Linked DNA regions of Mus musculus: regions 1 and 3 are each linked to region 2. Evidence: chromatin contacts called from public ChIA-PET and HiChIP or PLAC-seq data. All regions are on one chromosome and are shown on one strand. Each heading gives the region's core, a stretch centred on a gene start, on an enhancer-like site or on the middle of the called end of the contact. The rest is flanking DNA. Distances are from core to core; before and after follow the strand shown. Region 1 overlaps Tcf7l2 (transcription factor 7 like 2, T cell specific, HMG box). Region 2 holds the start of Acsl5 (acyl-CoA synthetase long-chain family member 5). Region 3 overlaps Tcf7l2 (transcription factor 7 like 2, T cell specific, HMG box).

Region 1 (5,069 bases), core at 385-2,884, 610 kb before region 2:
ACCTAGTAGGGACACAATCATTGGTTTAAAAGACTACACTAATTGGCTTGTGAATATTCATGAAAACCAAAACATCATCTTCTATCTAAATCTAAGAGTTACTTTAATTTTTTTTTTTTTAAAGTCTGCATTGATGTTTGCTTTCCTGAAGATAAAAGAATGTTCTGGGCATTCTTTATTCTTGGGACTACTAATTTGAAGAGAGCTGTCACGCGGGAGCATGGAGTCGTGTGGGGTATTGACATGGCATTGAATTATTTAAAGGAAATTAACAATGCTTCCTGTCCTTGGAGAACAACATCTGTGAGAAGAGTCATTGGGCTGTGCTTGCCTCTGCTAGTCAGGGATCTTGTGCGGGGCGGGAGGCCTTCCTCAGCACCCTGAATTTGAAAAGAAAATCTATACTATAGACTGCTAATTGCTAGTAGCAATGGCAAAGTTGAGGTGATAGCTTCCCTTCCAGCAGGAGCCATAAAGAGCCCAGGAAATTACTTTCTAGGTTCAAGTTTAATGGAATAGTGTGCGTTCTCGCGTGTGACGCTGAGTCACGTGGCCTTTACGGGCCAGCTGGGCATCAAGCATTCACTTGAGCGCCAGCCCCACCCTCTTCTTGTAAAGTGGTGACTTTATGGCTCTGATTTCCCTAGCGGTGGTCAGCACGGCCAGACAGTATGGCACCTGGAATGAGAATAACCCGAGGAGAATTCAGGGATGGAGGTGGATGCGTGGGCCCTGCCCTCATGAGAGGTAAACTTTGGATGGGCGGCTTCAGTTCAGAGCTGGCTTGCTTCATACCGTCATTCTGCTCCAAGACCTACCTCCAGATACCAGGGCTCCCCAACCTTTTGTAAGGAGTGGCTGCTTTTCGTGTCCCTGAAGACTTGCGTGCTGACAGTGAAGTCTGAGGGGGTGTAGAAGTGCGGACAGGCATGGCCCTGAGTGCAGCAAGGGAGGGGGCTCTGCTGCCAGGAAGAAAGGGGGACAGGGTGAGGCTTGAGGAGAGAGGGCCGAGTCACCAAGGCATACCCAGAATTCTCCACACCTCCCTGCCATGCAGATGGGGTCCCTGAGGGACATCTCAAACGCGACTTCCTCATGCAGAGTTCCTACGATGCCCCTTCCCGCCATCCCCATCCCTAACCACACCGTTCCCCCGATGAATATGGTTGCTCCTTCTTCTAAGCAACCAGCCAGCCACTTATCTGTGCCTTCTCTCAACTTACCTTACTGAAGCTTCTATTAGGATAAACTTAACGGGGTTGCTGGTGTTTACACCTCACAGAAACATACCTATGTATGACTGCCCTCACCCTTGAGCTGTCGGGGCTCCAGTCTTAACCTCCACGCCCCCCTTGGCTCCCTTAGACTATAGCCTTCTGAGAGAAGCCACAATAGCGACTTCATGGATCATGCCGTGCACACCCCATGTGTTCTCGAAGCATGCTCAAAGGAGGTTTGCTCAACAGGTATCTGATCCCAAAAGTGTCAGGGTAAGAACTGCCTTCTCCATCCAGGCCCCTAGAAAGGGCTGAGCTGGCTACTCCTTTAATTCTCACAACCTCCACAGGAAGTAAGAGTGTTCTGCCTATTTCACAGAGGAGGAAGCTGACTCAGAGACGTTAAGGAGCATGCCCAAGGTCACACAGCTAGTAAACGGTAGAGGGACAGAATGGACTGTTTAGTCAACTCTGGCAAATGGCTGCTGTGTAGACCTACACACCTAGTCAGAGGTTCCATACAGCCCCATTAACAGGGTAGAGAATTTAGAGGGAGTATTTAGAGGTGTGAAGAACAGTTTAGAGGTTCAGAGTGGGCTACTTCAAAAGGACAAAAGACATTCCAACTTTCTCAAGCTTGGCTGTTGGTCGGCTGGTACTCCTGGGGATTGAACCCAGGGACCTGTACATGCTAAGCAAGAGCTCTGCCCCTGGGGTATATCCCCAGCATGAGAGGGAACAAGAGAAGGAAGAAGGTGACTGTATCTTTTAACAATCCTGCAAAAGATGGACTGGGTAGACTTGTCCACCCCAGATGACTATGGATAATTCTGAAAGGTAAATCAAGAAAAACAAAGGAGAGATCGAGAAGCCACAACCCTAGAGCGGCCTACATGGCCATCGGAACACCATCCTTCCCTGTGTTCTGTTGGGTATAATAACCATCCACAGGCAAACGGAGCTTCCCAGGTGACAAAGGGCAGCCAACTGCTGGAAGCTTGGGGGCCTGTCTAGGAAAGGCAGCTAAGGGCCAGCAAGGGCACTGGCTTGCTACTATGCAGTAAGTATGTGTGCATCTGGAAGTAGGACCTTCACAGTACTCACTGGTAAACAGTGAATCATAGACGTTTCAGCTGGCCTGGAGGATCAGCCCGGCTTTAGTGACAGTGCTTGCATTTAGCTTTGTCAACAGCCCTGCCCCACCTGAGTGCTGCATTCAAGGGAAGCACAAGGAACAGCACCAGTTGTTTTGGGAGGAGCCCAGCAACATGAGGGCTTACAGCTTATCTCCCCACTTTGTTGGACTAACAAAGCTACTATCACAAGAAGCAAGACTCCCAGGAGCAAGTGGCTGGGGAAGGGAGCTTGGAGCTATTCAGTGAGCAAGGGCTGCCTTTAAGTACAGTCTCTGTTACATTCTGTAGAAGCTTACTCCTTACCTATCCACTTACAGGGCCTGTACTACACCACACACAGAGAGAAACACACACACACACAGTGTGTGTGTGCATTCACATGCTTACAACCCTGGATATCTTTCCTTCCATGCTTAGGAGCTAGGGAACCTCGGAGCCAAATTTGGCAGTCACGTTCCTTCTGTTTGATGAGGGAACTGCTTTGAACTTGAAGGGCTCACCTTACCCTACTTTACCTAATAGGCTTACCCCAGCTTCTCCTTGTAAGGTCTTTAAGATATTCGTTTCTAGTATTTCCATAGAATAGAAGAACTTATAAACCCCGTAAAAATTTTAGGAGATAGACATCTTATAAAACTTTGGACATAGACATGGATATAAAGGGAAGGGAGGGTTTTGTAGGTGAGGGCCACGAAGCTCAAGCAGGCACTAAGAACGATGGAGTGGGAGCAGCAGAGTTCTGAGCTCCATAGCCTTTTCTGGGTTTCCCAGCAATAAAATCTTAAATTATTTAGGAGACACTGACCTGACTCTATGACGCTATCAGCTTAGCTAAGTGGAGTGTGCTGCTTCCCCCAGCTTGAGGAGTAGGCAGGTTTTTTTAGGTATATACCCACGCCCCCACACTGCAACCTCTTAACATAGATGCCAATTCAAAATCAAGGTCACAGACATGAAGGGGCAAAGGTAAGATCTTCTTGGACTTGAATAAACTTCCATGAGTGAAGTCAACTTGGAGGACAGCAGAGCAAAGAGCTCCTGGGAAACAATCCTGAACCACGGGGCCCCTGGATCCAGCCACGGGGTCCATCTCCTTCTCCTGTCCTTGCCAGTTATAGATCTGCACATTCATTTTCTCAGGCTAGTTTGCATGAGGGATGAAGAGAGGCAGTAACTGGGTGCAGAGCGCTGCAGTCATCGTAGACTGAGCTCAAGCACTACAGTCATCATAGAATGAGCTCAGAGCACTGCAGTCATTGTAGACTGAGTTCAAGCACTGTAGTCGTTGTAGACTGAGCTCAGAGCAGCAGTCATTATAGACTGAGTTCAAGCACTTCAGACATCGTAGACCAAGCTCAGGAACTGGCTGCACTTCTAAGCAGTGCAGTAGAAGAAAAAGAGGAATGTTCTTTAGAAAACTGAACTCCCTTCTCCTGCATGAGGTTGGAGAGGCACTTGAGATTTGTCCAGTCTCTACCAGCCACACACTGGGTAGAGCTGCCCTGCCCCCTGCTCTCCTCTAGAGTTCCCATCACAGCCACAGCAGCACTGGCCAAGCAGAATAAGTGGACCTGGGAGATGGGAGCTACATATCCTCGGCAGGGTCCCTGGCTTTTGGAAACACTGCTGGATGCAGGTGGGCTTCTGGAGGAGGTATCTTCCAGAGAAGGGAGACTAAACTAAAAGGATATGGCATGGTGATAAAGAAGGCAGACTAGAGGAGGAGGAGACGATGGGTCAGATGCTTAACACCTAAGGGCACGGTGTGTTAGCCAGATCTATAAACAGCTGCCGGAAACATAATCAAAGTGTGCTACCCACAAAGTCCACCGAATTTGCATATTCCACTATCGTACTTCCTTGTGAGCTTCCTATCTCCTTCCACAAGGTGCTGGGTGATAGTCAAACTCATGTGATAGGATGGAAGCCAGCAAGTTAAAACACGCACATGTGTACACACACACACACACACACACACACACACACACACACACACACACACGGAAACACAGAAAAACAAGAGTTGGAAAACAGTTTTTAAAAACAAACAAATCAAAACAACGAGCCCTAAAAATACCAAAACATTCAGAAACATTTTGCATAAAATAATATCAGAGTGAAACTGGCTGACAGCTGTTCACTACTGCGAGAATCTGAATCCATCCACCACGCTGCAAGAATGGGGCTTGCACTTTACTTCTGGCTCCACAAAAGCGCTCACCTTCAGGACTGTGAAAGCCAACTCCATGTACAAATCCTCTTTCGCGTCTATATAACTACATGTACCTTCTGTTGGTTCTGTGCCTTTAGTCAGTTTTACATGTTTGTTTGACAGGACTACAAGGCGTCCAGATATTTGCTCAAACATTATTCTTGGCTGGAGATGTAGCTCAATGGATGTCTAATGTGTTCAAGGCCTCAGTTTCAATCCCTGACATAAGAAAAAATAAAACGAGATTTATGAAAGTCCTAGGTGGTTCTGGGTAAAGTGCACTGCCTTCGCTAGTATGGGTAGGGCTCTTCTGTTCACAGATGAAGGTGTCGATAAACCATAAGATGGATCCCTGGAGTGGGGAGAGAATTCTTCTGTCCTAACTACCTTTGACCATGGCTGAAACACAATTGCTTCCCAAGTATAGAGATGGCAGGCTTCAGAAGGACATCACAGCACCTCCTCCTGCCAGTCCTTGATTCTATAACTAAATAAGAATGTTAC
Region 2 (4,550 bases), core at 1,451-3,950:
TTTTTTCTTTTCTTTTTTGAGACAGGGTTTCTCTGTGTAGCCCTGGCTGTACTGGAACTCACTCTGTAGACCAGGCTGGCCTCGAACTCAGAAATCCACCTGCCTCTGCCTCCCAAGTACTGGGATTAAAGGCGTGCACCACCACGCCCGGCATGTCTTTCTTTCTAAGCCTCACTTTTCTACCAAGAATCTGCTCCATAGGGTTTTATTGAAATTCAAAATAAAAGTCCCCATAAGATTCCAAGCAAGGTATTCCCCAACGACAGCAGCATTTTCATATTCCTAGTTCCAGAAAAAAAAAAAATCTCAAAGAGAGGATGACCATATGAGCTCAATCTGGTACCCAGAATGTCACACAGGAACATCTTTTTACAAGTTCAATTTTTAGGCTATCCAAAGAAAGGCTTTATCCTAAAAGTGAGTGAAGGATGGGCTTTAAAAATAAAACTGTAAATGTTTTATTTTTGAAAGCATCAGACTGCTTATAGTTCCAATACAATTGACAACCTGCTTGCCTTGTGAACATGGGAAGGTAGGGTGTCACCTCTCTGACACTTTTTTTTAACCATTAAATAGAGAAGTCACCCACCTCAAAACAACATCTTGCTCAAATATGATATCTACTATGTGCTGGCAGTGAACTCAGTTCTCTGCCCTTCTGTAGCATACTGTCCCAGGACGTGCCTCTTCACTGTGAGGTAGCACTGAGGTGCACAGAGGCACACTGATATTGTGGAAGGTATCTTTGCCCTAAATAACTAGCATATACCCAGGCATATAACCCCAGCACTTGGGCAGCTGAGACAGGCAGATGGCCAGCCCCACCTGCCTAAGAAGTAAAGTGAAAAATCAGTTTCAAAATAAATAAATAAATAAAATAAAATAAAATTGTAATATAGCTTGGCTGAAATTTCGTTTATCTGAACAGTATTTTTTTTAATTAAATTGAATATGCTTCTCTGGGTTATAGGAGCTGCAATTTTTTCTAGTGTCTCCAACACCAATATCCCATAAATACACCAGCTACTTCGCCTGCCTAAGTAAGCTACCTGCTTTTCTCAAAGCGCCTGCATTTACAGCTATTGTTTTATTTAGTCTATTGTGCCTTTCATTGGTAGAGACGGACACATGAGTGATGCTCACAAGATTTTATACTGTTCCTTCCAAGGTGAATTCTAAAATTACCTGAAATAACTGCCATGTGCACACAGAGGGCGGGGTCAGAATCCACTGCCTTCTATCTCCAGTTTTTAAACCTGACCAATGCTTTATTTTATTTTAGACCCTGCCTCTTACAAGGCACCAATCAACTGTAAGTAGGAAGTTTAGATTCAACCCTGCCATTCAGACTAGACTGTCAAAGGGGAGGGGGAGGGGCGATACCACTAGGAGGTATCAAAGCCCAGCTCCTGCAGCCCCTTTTCAAGGCTCCCAAAACCCTTTAAGAGCATCTTAGGTCTAACCAGTGTTTATAGCTCTGAAAAGAGACCCAGCTTCATTCGGCCTGTATCTCCATCTCTTTGGACTGATTCCTTAGCTCTTACCATCAGAGGGAGTCAAAACTCAGTGAAAATCAGGGTTAACCCCCCACCCCCACCCCCCAGCCCACCCCAGGGAGCTATGCCGCCACGTGCTCGGGTCTGCCAAAAGGTCTCTGCTTGTATTCCACCCCTTAAGAGAAAGTCCCTCCCTGTGTCCTCTTCCTCCTTCCCCTCATCCCTCCTGATGCAGAGGAGCCCTCCACTCCCAGGCAGAGAGAGCATGGCGCGCACACGTGGAGGCACAGCAAGCTTTGAATTCCAAGCAGCTTCCTGAAGTGGGCAGGGAGGAGGGATTTGGGATGCCTCTGTCACGCGTGCAGGAGCCCCGTCCTAGGATCACACCCGGCTCCAGATCCCTTACCCTGGGAAGGGCCGCACGCACGCCTTGGAGCTTCCGAGTGAGGCTTTCTGGCTCCGGCTTCTTGCTGGCAGGAGAGCCTCGGTCCTCCCTTCCTCACCCCGGGCTTCTCCGCGGGCAGGGTGACTTCAGAGCGTCCATGCAGGCAGGCAGGCAGGCAGCCTGGCTAGTGGCCCCACTTCTGCCCTGCCCTGATCTGTCCCAGCCAGGCCATAGCCGGGCTTTCTGACATGCTGGTGCTGGGGACTTCACTTCCTGGTTTGGCTTTTTTTTCCCTCCTCCTTCACAACTGAAAGTGGAACCGCTTTTGACTAGGAGGAGACAGATATCCAAAGCTACCCTAGCCGGTTTTCAAAGCCTTTAACCTCAATCCCCAGGGGCTGAAACACGAGCCACCTTTGCATCAACACAGTCCACCTGCTCCCGCTGGTCCCACTAGCTCTTCTCCAAGATGAAAATCCAAATGAAAACGAGTTGAGGTGGCCCTGGGTTCATTGCCAGAGAAACGGAGGTGACGTTGTTCCCCGCTGCGTTCGCAGGACAGGAAAGTCCAGCTAGAGGGACCTCCGCCCTTAGGTTAGATGCAGCACGACTGTCTCTTTCTCTGTGTAGCTCCTTTCGCCAGTCCCCAGACCTCCCTGATTCAAAAAGCCAGGCACCTCTGCACCTCGCAGAGACAACAGAATAGATAAATAAGCCAGGAACCACGGGGGCAGAGAGCCATTCAGTTGAAGTGGCTCCCTTTCCGCAGACACACCAGCTCAGCTCCGGCTCTCACCCCGCCAAGTTTAAGGATGAAATGTGTTCTGTGACCCCTCTTACACCTCAGCATTATCCGGGTTCACAGTTGTCTTAATCGATCACCCTTTGAGGTTCTGGTCTCCCAGGGACACAAGGAGACCTCGGTCTCAGAATTGGAAGAGAGATGACAGGTTCTGCCCCCTCCCTCTCCCCCACTCCCGCTGCAACCTCACGACACGCAGAATCAAGTAGCATTTTCCCGGCCTTGATCCCTCCAAGGATTGACAGGAAGTTCAAGGTGAAGACTTCACTAGAGTGCTAGCCTACCTTAGGATTCCTTCTTTGTGCAGAGAGCACCCCATACCCACCCACCCCTGCTATAAAGACCAGGAAAAACAAACCGGTGCCACACCTCAGAGACCTGCAGGTCTGACCCCTTGGGAAGGACGGATAGAGGTGCCTCTAGCTTTTGTTTAATTTTGGAGCTCAGCTTCCCAGGAGACTTTTCTCCCCCCCCCCCCCGGCGTCCCCCCCCCCCCCAGGAAAACCTCAGGTGGGAAAGTGCATGCCAAGCCTCAGATGTCTATCTAGGATATCTATCTCTGGTTTCTAAGTCCTGTTTTATCCCATCTCCCATAGCAGGAGCACACCAACTAGTCTAATTGTTGTTTTTGACGTCATGGATCTCTAGAATTAAGTGTCCGTTTCAGCAAGGGCTGGGTCATTCTAAGATCTTGTTGTCTTGTCTTTCCATCCAGTTCCACCGCATGGTAATGACACTCTAAATGTTTCCCACATGGGGAGGATTCTGACATCGCCCAAGATTTCTATACGATGGAGCAGACCGTAGAGACAGACTAGGTCAACTATAGCTCTACCACTAGCTATACTAGTGGGTTAGGCATACTACTCCCCTTATAGGAGATGCTCCTAATGTCACCACATACCCTGCCTTTAGGATGCTTTCCAGACCCTAAGAGTGTCACAACCCGGAAGTCCTTCCTCCCTCCGGAGACATCAACAATTGTTAAGTGGCTCCTCTTAAGAATTTCTGAATGGAAGATGAAAGAAACCTGCATCCTTGCTCCAACTTTACCCTTTACAAAAGGCTTTATACCCTCACATTCTCTTCCAATTCTTTTGATTTTTTTTTCCTCTTCTAAGAGTCAAGTGGCTCAAATGTTTTCCTTTCAAATTGACATCTTTCTTTGCCTCCCACACAAGTGAGCTGAGAGATTATCACCCCTGTTATGAAAGAGCTTTAGTCAGGTTACAGATGAATACACACTCACTTTCTCCCCCGCCATATCTATCTACTCCCTCTAGCCCATAGGCCAGAGAAGGCAGCTTACCTCTTGAGAATGGTCACAGCAGCTAGGTTGAGGAATGGCTTCTCTTGCAGCTAGCTCTCTCTGTTCAGCACCACATGAAGCTGCCTCTGCCTTTCCACGCTCCAGGACGAGGCGCACCTGAAGCCACCGGATCTTGCTCTGAGTGTCCTGCCAGCTGCTCTGGAACCTTTGGACCTGTTTCGATAGAGGTGCAAAGGTAGAAGTTACCTGCTCACTCAGAGTCACCTCTGACAGAAGTGGAGAATTTGGCAAAAGGTTAAACAAGAGATTGTTAGGCAATGGATTTAAGAGGGGGAAGAAAAAAATAGAGCAATTGGCTCAGAAAGCTGCCATTGAATGGGGTGGAACTTTTTAAAGGTCAGCTTCAGGGAAGGGACAGGCATGCGTATGACTTTGCATAGGAGTTTTCTCCCCCCCCCCCCCCCCAATCTATGGGTCTGAGACAGGAAGAGGCTAGACTAGACAATAAGGCAGAGAAAGTGCACCTTCACTTCAGGAAATGGGGAAGTCACCCATATCGGCTCAGGCTGTGCCTATAAGATCTGGACTGAGTAGAAG
Region 3 (4,582 bases), core at 1,399-3,898, 660 kb before region 2:
AGATCTCTGAAGCAGCAGCGCGACAATCAGAGAGACCTGCTAGAGAGCATTTCCTCCGGATGGACCAGATGCTCCCTAGGAGCAAAGCAAGGAGAGGCTGGCCAGCCAGCCAGCAAACGGCGGCCATGGTGGCAGCTCATCACACAGGCCACAGATCACGATGAAACAACGTGGTAACACTTACGAGCTGTGGAGTGAGCCGACGTCACTCTGGGAGGATTCCTGCTTGACTGTCGGTGTGACGATGGCCGGGTGAGGGATGCCGGTCGTGTGCAGAGTGTGATGGGGAGGGACCATATGGGGAGGGAACCTAGAGGACAGAAAGCTGTGTAAATTGTCAGAATCAAAATGAATGAATGAGGAGGGATGTGTACACACTACTTTAAAAAAAAAAAAAGCGCAGTAACATTCACATGAAAGCAACCCAAGGCATATGAAACCTGTCAGCATTAATTAGTGATAAATTAAACATAATGATTCTCATAATGTCATTAAAGCCAGTCTTCCCCTTCATTATTGCTACTGACATGAGACATTACTATTTTTAACATCTTTAGCAAAAGACAAATTCAACGGATGTACTTGGGTGGAAAAGTAGGCTTGGACGGCCAGCCAGAAATCACACATCCATTTGGATTTTGAGTCATAACCTGCAGCACCTTAAAGACGGTGATTCCCTGCGCCCTGATCAGCGCTAGAAGAACAGGTGATATCTTTTGTTGTATATTGACAGCTAAATAAAATATTAATGTGGTTGAAATGTACATACATGTCTTTGACGGTGTTCTGAATGTCTCATTAGGCCTCATTCTGGTGATGCAGAGCAATCCAATTTTTATTCTTTCTTTTGTTACTGTGCCCACCGTTTGAGCATGGTATGAGAGAGTGAATGAAGCAGAGAGGGAAATATTCTTCTAGAGAGTCCTGTGCCACTCTCATCTTACGTCACGGGCGTTTGAATATGTGTGCATTCATTTTTTAGAAAAATGGAGACACACACACACACACACACTGAAGCACTGAATTCTGACTTACACGCCCTTTCTCAGTAAGTAATATTCTTACTGTTGCCTAGTAGGTTATTTGTGCCTCATTCAAAAGCCTTATAAATGATAAAAATTGTAATCGTAGGAAAAACAATCAGGAGTTAACAGCGCCTCTAACAGCACGCACTTCTGGGAAAGCTCCCCATTACACACTTCAGTCCTTGAAATGGCATTTCCCAACACACAATTTTGCCAGGACACAAAAGCTGATCTTTAAACCCACTGTTGCAAGAAGAGACTATCAGCTAGCTACACAGGACAAACAGCTGTCACATCTCATGATATGTTTGGTTTGTATGGTAGGAAGAGACCTCCTCAATTGAAGAAGCACACAGTGTGTACAAAAATAGGGCAAAGGAGGAGAAGGACAGATTGCTCAGGTGAGGCAAATCCAGGCTGGATTGAGGCAATGGCTGCCCTTCTAATAAGGCTAAAACCAGAAGAGGACAGCCACCACCCAGGGGCCAGTGCAGACCAGCATCCTGCTCTTGAGAAATGAGTTCTGGGAGTTCTAGGAGAGGGGTTTCAGTGAAATGTCATCACAGTGAGGATTTCAAAGGGTTCTTGTTTTTATTTACAAAGTTCCTCTGTAAGTGGATCAGAGAAACAAATAATATAAAAATGTTCGTTTGAAAAGGTATTTCAAAAAAAAACTTGAAGAATGAATAGGCTCAGTGTATCTTAACAGAGACAAATATATCCACAGAGAACACTCAGAAATCCCACCCTCTGGCCACCTCTGCAGACTTAAGGCAGAACTGGAGTTTGAAAACAATGACATGATTTAATAGGAATCAGAGAGGTTGGGGGTGCGAGGGGGAGGGGGAGAGAAAACCAACATCCTGGCCCCCCAAATACTGAAAAAAGGACGTAAACCCTTAAGCTCTGATGTCACATCCGTTCCTCCCACTGCTCCCAGCCCACAGAGCAAAAGCCACTTAAGAACAGAAGTCACCGGAAGCCCTTGAATGAAGGGCGGGTAGAGAGAAGCTTTTTACGATCAAAGTCTCAAATACATACATTTCCTTTTCCTGCAGTATAAGAATGTGTGTACAAACACATGAAGGAGAGAAAGACAAAAAAAAAAAACCCATGTGGGCACGTATGATCTCTGTATACATACAAACAGGAGGCAGGCAACAAGACTGGAGCTCATTTTGGGGTGGAGGCAGACCTGAGTACCACGGTAAAGAATGCACGCTCTCGAGTCCCTTGACCTCCACACGTTGATGCACGTGGAAAAGGCACAACAGCTGTACATCTTCACACAAGATGCATGCACCTTCACCCACGAACCCCCTTTCTGCAGACAACTGCCTCATAAAACACCCTCAAAAAAATTCTAAGCAGCTCATTATACACCCCTGTCTGCTTTTATGGCTGGAAGCCAGAATATAATGATGAATCTAAACTTGTTAAGGACAACTAATTTTTGTTTCTGGCTGTCTCAGGGGCCTCTCTCATGCTCACTCTCACTTTGCCTCACTGTTGACACGTTTCTGTGAGCGGCACGTCATCTGCCGGCCTTGATTTTATGCACAGGCCGTGGGATGCATTTTCCCCGTGTAGCCGTCCTGCTTTGAGTCGCGTGCGGATCGTCATTATTCTCTCGCCACCACCACCACCGCCCCCCCTCGCACTTGTAACATTTCATCTCTTCCTGCCTTATTTTTTGTGAGCCACGGTGCACCTACATTATGGTTTATACATGATCTCGCTCCCTTTGAAGCCGGCAGATTTCAGGGCCTGCTCTCGTCAGGAGAAGAGCCTTGCCCAATTTAGCAGGCTGAGGGCCCGGAGCTCCAACATCTCAATCTAAAGGGGGTCACAGGGTGGCACAAGTGAGTGTCAGCAAGAGCTGTTTAATTGCCAATCTAGGCTTCTCCATGGTGTTTAAAGTATAATGACCCATCACTTAATTCTGAGAAGTCCTGGCCCTGCTGCTGAATAGAATAAATATCAAAGGGTGTTCTGGAACAGGGCAAGCTGCCTACATTCGCTATAACTGCCATACGTATAATAGACCTATACTTCTGTCACCCCATTACCACAATAATGTATTTAATTTGCTGTATACGCTTTCTAACTAGCTACCTTTCATTTGGCCTACCTGGAGAATCGGCCACCCCCCGCCCCGTACTGCCAGCCCCCAACCTTTCTTCCCACCACCCCCTTCTTTCCCTCCACCCTCTGCGACCTATAAATCATCAGCTAGCCTCCTAATGATAATTCAATCAATAAGCTTAACCCCCAATCCCCATCCTACGATTACTTCATCGCTTTCAACCTCTGGATACGCAGAACAAACAAGCAGGAAAAGAATCAGAAGCGGCCTGTGAACGCCGGGATGGAGCTGGGATCATACGCAGGCCCCTCTCCTCTCCTCCCAGGAGGTTCCCCGTTTGCTCTCACGCTTTCCACGGACTGTGACGACATTATCTAATGAGTGTAACCTTTCTGCTTTCTCCAGCGGAGAGACTGCAGAAAATCATTTTCCTACCTAACTCATACAGGCGCGGATTCCGAGATCCAGATGATCTATCACACGTGGGGAATGGGTCTTTCAAGCCCCACGATATTCATGCGTTCACTAGAAACTCTAGCCACACTGTGGCATGCTTCTGTCAGTGGGTGCAAGTCCCACGACAAAAGTTGTTTTCCTGCAAGCAGGGAAGGAAGCATGCCAGGCGCCCTTTGCAGCCCCTTCTCTCATTTTGGCTCCCTGTATTGGCCACAGAGGCCAGCTGGGGGACAGCATCCGTGCCGTGCAGTGCGTGCTAATTGAATCAGGGGGCATCATCCAAATGGATCGGTTGCTTCAGCCCATCAGGAAAGTCTAAACCTCCACCGATTTAATTAACTCAACGGAAAATCGGATGAACAGAAACTAAAACTATCATTAGGGGCAATTAGTGACTACTTAAACATATCGCTGCCAACCAGTTTGTAAATAAACTGGCAGTCACTGAAAAAATTAGCCAGAATTAATTAGAGAGAGGAAAATGAGTCCTGGGATACATATATACACTGTATATACGCTTATGTATGAGTCTGTAGGTATGGATGCAGACATAGTTTCTTTACAACTCTCAAAGATTTAGCAGCATGTGAAGGTCAGTAATGGATACAATGTGTCACGGAAACGGATACAATGTGTCACAGAAAACATTTTACCATGGGTGACCTTCTTAAAGTGATTTGACATGTAAGTGGGGGGAGGGGGAGGGGAAAAAAGGTAAAAATAATGTAAAATGTAAAATGCAGAGTAGCTCCCATCAGGTTTCTACTGGACATGGCCGCTCTGAGGGGCTAGACTATAGCTGATTATACCAAACTCTGAACCAGCGTCTGAAATGGTCAGAGAACACCCACCAGTGTTTCCACAAATTCTCTGAATAATAATCATAAGTTATCTTCATTTCCTCCCTCCTTACAGAGGACAACAGAGGAACGATGATTTCAAAAATGACGCCATTCCAGCTGCTTTTCCCTGACTTGGCTGCTGTCATCTTCAGAGAGTTATTTATTTTTATGCG

The links. ChIA-PET counts read pairs in DNA pulled down with a chosen protein or histone mark. HiChIP or PLAC-seq counts read pairs in DNA pulled down with a chosen protein or histone mark.
Region 1: an HNF4G HiChIP or PLAC-seq map of pancreatic cancer cells shows a contact between it and region 2. The contact joins the enhancer-like site here to the promoter of Acsl5 in region 2. A contact is called at or near these places in 2 of 39 promoter capture datasets (embryonic stem cells and pre-B cells) and 3 of 115 datasets of contacts at active chromatin or transcription factors (bone marrow-derived macrophages, extraembryonic endoderm stem cells and pancreatic cancer cells).
Region 3: a contact with region 2 is called in an RNA polymerase II ChIA-PET map of memory CD8 T cells, with 5 read pairs. The contact joins the enhancer-like site here to the promoter of Acsl5 in region 2. A contact is called at or near these places in 3 of 39 promoter capture datasets (the C10 cell line, embryonic stem cells and pre-B cells) and 2 of 115 datasets of contacts at active chromatin or transcription factors (bone marrow-derived macrophages and memory CD8 T cells).

Annotation. Positions count from the first base shown.
Region 1 is chr19:55,859,311-55,864,379 of GRCm38.p6, reverse strand. All of the region lies in intron 5 of Tcf7l2 (transcription factor 7 like 2, T cell specific, HMG box), which reads right to left. Among named protein-coding and RNA genes, the nearest start is that of Gm52391, 76 kb to the left of the region's middle. Within about 2 kb of position 1,634, at least 41 of the 459 cell types and tissues checked have an H3K27ac peak or open chromatin away from gene starts, as enhancers often do. A contact at or near this core is called in pancreatic cancer cells, where this site is marked.
Region 2 is chr19:55,251,519-55,256,068 of GRCm38.p6, reverse strand. It overlaps Acsl5 (acyl-CoA synthetase long-chain family member 5), which reads right to left and starts at 2,700. Exons shown (of 22, transcript NM_027976.2): 1 at 1,903-2,700.
Region 3 is chr19:55,913,082-55,917,663 of GRCm38.p6, reverse strand. Tcf7l2 (transcription factor 7 like 2, T cell specific, HMG box) reads right to left here. Exons shown (of 15, transcript NM_001331146.1): 9 at 185-310. Among named protein-coding and RNA genes, the nearest start is that of Gm52391, 23 kb to the left of the region's middle. Within about 2 kb of position 2,648, at least 45 of the 459 cell types and tissues checked have an H3K27ac peak or open chromatin away from gene starts, as enhancers often do. A contact at or near this core is called in memory CD8 T cells, where this site is marked.